Linked DNA regions of Mus musculus: region 1 is linked to region 2. A link is a contact called in public promoter capture Hi-C data. All regions are on one chromosome and are shown on one strand. Each heading gives the region's core, a stretch centred on a gene start, on an enhancer-like site or on the middle of the called end of the contact. The rest is flanking DNA. Distances are from core to core; before and after follow the strand shown. Region 1 overlaps 4930556A17Rik (a long non-coding RNA gene). Region 2 overlaps Gm36620 (a long non-coding RNA gene).

Region 1 (3,122 bases), core at 532-3,031, 120 kb after region 2:
TAGTTCATATCCAGAAGTTAGACAAACGGCTACAGCTGGCTTCAAAAACACTAGGAGGTAAGAGTGTTTCAGATGGCCCAATTCCTGACTAAACTCCCATTACTGTAGAAAATCACAGACCAGGCAGGAACGACTATTGGGTTTCAACCACAGATGACTCTCACTCCTGTCTCCCTGAAGCCTTGTAAGTCTATAATTTTCAGTCCAGTACGAGCACGTCTTCAATGGAACCTATTCTTCAGACTCACTTCCGAGTTGCACAAACACCTCTTAGTGCCACGGTTGCGGGTGCGAACTAAGGATGTTGGGAGAAGAGGAAAGCCAAGTGGATTTGAACTTGGCTGGCTTCACTGAAGTGCCACAGTTACACTGTGTGATCTCACCAGGACCCATGTGTCTCACAGTGAGAAATTCACAGTTGCAAAACAAACTCCCTCTGGCACTGGAACTTAGGGAGTGGAGGCCAGATTAATTTCAAACTTCGAAACGCTTGGGACCACAGTCCCTGCTTCATGGTCTCCTGAGGTTTGCTCTTTCTGGAGTTTTAATAGGTGTCTTTAGCCCAGCAGGGGAGACTTGGCAAACCTGAGGCAGACTCCTTCCAGAAGCTTCCTGATCCTCTGGACAGGGGCCAAATTTGTCAGTGGGAAATAATCTTTAGAGGTATCATGAACTAAACTGTTTTGCCATGCTCTGAGCACTGGCTCTCAGTAATGAAAACGTAGGCTTGCAAACAGGGCATGGAACTGTCTCTCGAAATGGTTAGCAGGTGGCAGCGCCTGAGGCAAGACTTTGTGGAGCTCTTTAGAAACCTTCAGTGGACTTAGGCACACTGGGAAAAAGTGAGTCAAGACAGAGGCATGCCCGAGCTCTCATAGGAACGTGTTGAGGTAATTTCCCCCTGTGATCCTGTCTGTGTGGTTAAACAGGAGGCTGCATCTTGAGTTGCCTGTAGAGATGACACTTTTAACAGACACTCTTCAATCTAAATAGTCCTTACATTAGGGGTCTTTCCTGTTCTTCAATTACTGTTTCTAGACGCTTTAAACATGATCTATAGGTTTCACTGACAGAGGTGTGTGTGTGTGTGTGTGTGTGTGTGTGTGTGTGTGACCCAGGGTGGAAGCAGGAAAGATGGACAGGAACACACAGGACACAGGTCACCTCAACCCTGCTGCAGAACAGGATTGAAGTACGTGGGCAGACTTGTTCCTGCCTTTACCTCAAAGACATGCAGCCACTTTCTGTTTGGCTCAGGACTTGCACTGTGACCTAAGGTTGTCGTCAGGTCTTCTTGTACATGGGAGACTGGGAAGACAGTGTTAGCTCTAAGATGTTAAGCAGTTTTCTGAGGGTTGAAAAGTTTGCCCTTCTCTTGTTGTGCAAGCTCCATCCCTTGGCCTTAGCAGCTACAGCTGTTAAGTCACTTTCCAGAGCCCTAACTCTCCATGACTGTTTTACAGCCTAGGATGGAGGAAAAAGAGACAAGCAACTAAGGACAGCACAGTGCCTCCTAAATGTTCCCTCACTGAGAAGAAACCCTGAAAAACAAGGCCACAAGAAAGTCACTGTTTCTGGGGACTACCTGCTCTACAGGATGTGAGCAGGGGCATGTGGGTACCTCAGATGCACTCTCTCCTCTTGGTCCTCTTGGTCCATGGCTTTCTCAGCAGTGCAGGGCTCTGCTGTCTGCACGTTTTCAGTGGACAAGGCTCATCTGGTCCTTACTCTGTGACCAGTTGCAGCTGAGCCCAGCTGGCTACAGCTGTGTGGGAGCTGTCTGAGAATGCCACTAGTCATGGAAGGTGTTTAATATTTGTAAGGGGAGTAAAAGGCTTGGTGCCAGGCTCAGCTAGCCACTGGAGCTTTCTATCTGCAATCTGCTGGTCACTGAGGGTCACTTGTGTGGAGTCATAGTGAAAGAAGACCATGCCCTACCGTGATGTGGCTACAGCTGGGCCTTGGTCCCCCAGAGATGAATGTGTGAACCGTTCTCACGGAGGCTTGTCATGACTTCTCCTGAGAGCCATCTCAGTAAGGCCCTCAGCTCTTCATTTATTTTGGAGTAAATTGTGGACAGGTTAGATAATGTGATTGATTGTGAGAGTTGTCTCTTGGTAAGGAATACTCCTCCTTATGGTGTGTGTGTGTGTGTGTGTGTGTGTGTGTGTGTGTGTGTGTGTGTGTGTGTGTAACTCTCACTGTATTATGTCTCTGGAGCAGCCTGAGATCAGGAAGAAGTGAGATACTCAGGGAAAAGGGCACAGGTTGGCAGGAATGGCTGAAGGATGTTTGGCTGAAGATAGATGAAGGGGGGGAGGTTGGTTCATGATGTTCACGCTTGTGTGTGTGTGTGTGTGTGTGTGTGTTTGTGTGTGTGTGCGTGTGTGTTTGTAGGTCAGAAGAGTGGGTTATCTCCTTCCATCATGTAGATCCTGGGAATTAAATTCAGGCTGTCAGTCTTGGTGCTGGTGCAGTTACCCATAGAGTCATCGCCAACCCTATTGTAACAAGTGTGTTATGCTTAATCCTGATTACAGCCGTGCCTGACTTCTGTGGATCAAAGACCAGGAAATCTATTGCCACAAGACTTGAGAAACTGGGAAACAAATTACCGTTTGAACTTACAATGTTTAATTACACCAAGTTTATCACCAAACTTCATTTACATGCTTGGTGAACACAGTCCATGACCTCTGGTAACTGTTTAATAGTGGAGATCTAACTCTAACAGGTACCATTTATTACAGACAAACTATGTGCCTATTGCTGTTAGGCACACATGCTAGTGGCTTCTTTCAGTTGAACCTTTGTCTTATTAAAGGATGCTAAAAATGGCCTATTCATATAACATAAACAGGACCTTCTGTATGTTTCTACCTACTTATTAACTTCTCATAAAGTCTAATTTCCTGGCACATATTTCTCTTGAGATTTTATAAAATATGACTACTATGGGTCAAGCATTTTTTTCTTATGAAGCAGAGAGAAAAAATAAAATTAATATTGTCTTTCTTCTTTTCCTCTAGATGCAGCTGCAAAGAGTGAGTGAGACACATGCGCAGAGCCCTGGATGGAAGCATGTCAGCAGCTCAGGTCCCATCACCAAGGGGCCTGGCTTA
Region 2 (3,447 bases), core at 9-2,508:
CAGGGGATAGCCATGTGGCTCACTGCAGGCCAGCCTTGCTAAGATGGTGACCCCAGCCCAATGATAGACCATGGCTCAACAACAGGAGGGCTCCTGACAAGTGACACTCAAGACTGACCCTCAGGCTTCACCCTCATGGACACACAGGCAGGACCATCTTCCACTTTGTTAAACACAGACCTGTATGAATTGTGTGCTGTTCATCAACTGTTAATTATTATAGAACTGGGTGAGTCGCAGGTCAACGAGTGGGGAAAAGAGGAAGCTGTGGGCTGAGGGATGGAGTGAGCAGTTCTAGGAAACACTGTGTCTCTAGAGGAAACGTGGAGCTTAAAAAGATACCCTCTGGATATTTTTCTTTACAGCGATATGGTAAGTGGTCACTCCTCTGGCCACATGTTGTGCATGAAGCAGTACAGACATAGGGTAGAGTGGCATGTGAGAGAAGGGTTAAGGTGAGTGAGGTCTTGCTGGCTTTCCAGTCAGTCTTGAAGGAATGCTCGGTCTGGCAGAACCCTACTTTGAACAGTCTGTTTCCTCTCCTGACACAGGTCTTGGCATCCCTGGGGAAGTTGCCTCGAAGCCCTGAAGCTGGAAGGGGCCCTGCTGCTCCAGCTGTGTAACCCTTAGCTTTATCTGTCTGGCTTTGGCCTCTTAGGTTTGTCCTGCCTTGGTTGTTTTGTTTGTCCAAATGGTTCTGTTCTTAGGGTGACACATAACAGCAGCATCTGATTGCTTCTTCTGAAGAAGAAGAAGCAGGAACAGGTTTGAGACCTGTGTTGCTGAGGTGGCTCATTCTGGGCTGGTTATTGCTGATTTGTTTTAACAGCATGTGGAGAAGTCTGGTGGGCAGAAAAACCTCTGTAACCCTGTCAGTGGCAGAGTTTACAAGCTTGTCTTCGGGGTTCTTGGCAGTTGCTAAGCCTTTGCCAGGCCCATTTCTGTCCTTGCTACTGGTGCACCCAACCCTGGACACTACTTACTGGTGTAGCTGTTAGAGTTGTGTTCGGGAGCAAACAAGTGTTTTCTGAAAATGGTGGCAGTGTTTCCCTTGATGGGACCTGCGAGTGTCATCCAGTACAACGAAATGAGGGAGAAGAAGCAAACAAAACAAAACAAAACAAAACAAAACAAAACAAAACACAAAACACAACAAAACAAAACAAAAAAAACACTTGTACAGAAATAGCAGAGGCAGTAGGAAATGACGCCGGTTCAGGCTTGTTTTCCTGACTGGTGTGGCCTCATTCCAACCTGTTGCCATGGGCTCTGGCCTGTCTGTGGGACACCCTGGTGCAGGGGGCCTCAGAGGAAGGGAACTTCTACATTTCTGTTTGCCTGGGCTCCTTGCCAAAGCCTGAGTTCAAAGTGCAGTTTCCAGTAATTTGTGGGGACGTCTCTGTGGGTTCACTGGGCCAGGACAGAAGCCTGCAAGCCCAAGTAATATTTCCTAATTGCTGTCGCTCCTTGTGGAGGGAAGGAAGGTGGTTGAGGCTCTTGCTGGTGCCTAGGGTTGCTTCCTTGGATCCTGCAGCTGACTGGCCTTCTCTGTCTCTGGCTGTCCCCAGCCTTCCTCTGTCATCCCATGCAGCCATGGGAGTCCAGCCCAAAATGAGACTGGATTTTATATTACTGATATCCACTTAGCCCCTTCTTAGAGCATCCTCTCCACCCTGCCGCTTCCCTGTGTCTCAGAACATCCTGGCGATTGTGGGTGAACCCTTGGCAAATGAAGGGCTGGGTAATGGCGGGCCTCACCTCAGAGGAGGGCTTGGAGAACAGTGGACTTTCTATCAGGCAGATACACTCAGGGACAGTGTATGTATGTATGTATGTATGTATGTATGTATGTATGTATGTATGTATGTATGTTTTTTGAGACAGGGTTTCTCTGTATAGCCCCGGCTGTCCTGAAACTCACCCTGTAGACCAGGCTGGGCTCGAACTCAGAAATCCGCCTGCCTCTGCCTCCCAAGTGCTAGGATTAAAGGCATGCGCCACAGTGTTTTAATGAATTGTGTTTTCTCTGGCTGTGGATGAGACACTCTTGACATGGAGCAGGGACAGTTTTAGGCCACTGCGATCTTCAGCCCTGTGAACACAGGGCAGTGGCCTTTTAAGTCTGATACCCTACCTCAGGTATCCCGAGGCCACCCTGATAGCACTGAAGGGAGAATGGACACAGCACCACCCCACACTGTGTTCCTGGCCTTCTTTCTACAACACACTTTTTTTCATTTGCTAATCTCAGACTGGCTCTCTGGTGGTGTCTTTCCTCCAACCTGGAAACCCAATTTGAGTGATTTTTCATTTTAACAGTTTTCTGTAGCAGTTGGGCTTGCTGGTGGGGATTGAGGGGACTTCCCCGCATAGAGGAATTTCTATCTGTTTAAGAATCACAAAACCAAGTGGGTATAAAATATTATTTAAATATTTTTATTGGAAGGTCAGTACTTTTTGAAATCATCTAAATAATTAACTGTACAATGCCAAAATACCTCATTAAAGCTTTAAAAAATATTTCTTGGTTGTGTGGCCTTTATTAAGCAATTAATGGCTTATATAGCTTTGCTCTTCTTTACTAAGTTGGTTTAAAAAAACAAAACAAAACAATTTACATTAACTGAGCAATTGTGATACACCTTTAATCCCAGCACACTGGAGATTGAGGCAGGTGCGTTCAAGGCCAGCCTGGGCTATAAAGTGAGTTCCAAGACAGCCGAGGTTACTACATAGAGAAACCCTGTCTCAAACAACAACAACAACAAACCAACAACAAAAGTAACAAAAACCGATTTATATAAGAGAATTGGTTATTTGTTCTTAAAAATGTCTTATGAACCCAGGAAGAGTCCAAAATATTGCTCTAGCCTTCAGTTATCATTTAAAAAGAAACAAAACAAAACTCGTGACTAATTTCTTTAAAAAAAAAAAAATCCCAGGTGCCTGACTAGCTAAGTCTGTAGCAAATCTTGGGGATGGTGCTTTTGGAGTTTCTGCAGTGAGCCAGGTAGATGGCTCAGGTGATAAAGTGCTTACCTCGTAGACAAGAGGACCTGAGTTTGCATTCCCAGCACCCACAAAAAAGTGGGTGCAGAAAGCAACACACTTACATAATCCCAGCCCTGAGGAGGTGGAGGCCGGTGGATCTAGGATCTCCTGGCCAGCCAGCCTAGCTGATCCAGGTTCAGTGAGTGACTCTGTCATGAAAAGAGACTGAGATGAGGGTGTCAAGATGGAGCAGCACACACATCACTTCCGTGGATTCTTGTTAGTGGCCACAGCTGGGAGTCTGGCTAACTGTGGTTAGATCTTTCTGGAAACAGCACTGACGGTTTCATCTGCTTCCTTGGTCCCCAAAGAAGCCATGATAAGTCTTCAGCCTCCATGAGGCCAGAAGCTCTGAGGTTTCAATCTTGAGAAAGTGCCTTATGCTGTGAGTTAACT

The links. Capture Hi-C pulls out chosen DNA fragments and counts their contacts.
Region 1: a promoter capture Hi-C map of adipose tissue shows a contact between it and region 2. The contact joins two enhancer-like sites. A contact is called at or near these places in 4 of 39 promoter capture datasets (the C10 cell line, hippocampal neurons, liver and 1 more), 1 of 484 Hi-C or Micro-C datasets (neural progenitor cells), 2 of 115 datasets of contacts at active chromatin or transcription factors (SST interneurons and heart atrium) and 3 of 9 other capture datasets (adipose tissue, liver and pancreatic islet).

What each region holds. Positions count from the first base shown.
Region 1 is chr3:37,845,075-37,848,196 of GRCm38.p6, forward strand. It overlaps 4930556A17Rik (a long non-coding RNA gene), which reads left to right. Exons shown (of 3, transcript XR_880780.3): 3 at 3,030-3,122. Among named protein-coding and RNA genes, the nearest start is that of 4930556A17Rik, 18 kb to the left of the region's middle. Within about 2 kb of position 1,782, at least 81 of the 459 cell types and tissues checked have an H3K27ac peak or open chromatin away from gene starts, as enhancers often do. A contact at or near this core is called in adipose tissue and heart atrium, where this site is marked.
Region 2 is chr3:37,728,018-37,731,464 of GRCm38.p6, forward strand. All of the region lies in intron 1 of Gm36620 (a long non-coding RNA gene), which reads left to right. Among named protein-coding and RNA genes, the nearest start is that of Gm5148, 5.4 kb to the left of the region's middle. Within about 2 kb of position 1,259, at least 96 of the 459 cell types and tissues checked have an H3K27ac peak or open chromatin away from gene starts, as enhancers often do. A contact at or near this core is called in adipose tissue and heart atrium, where this site is marked.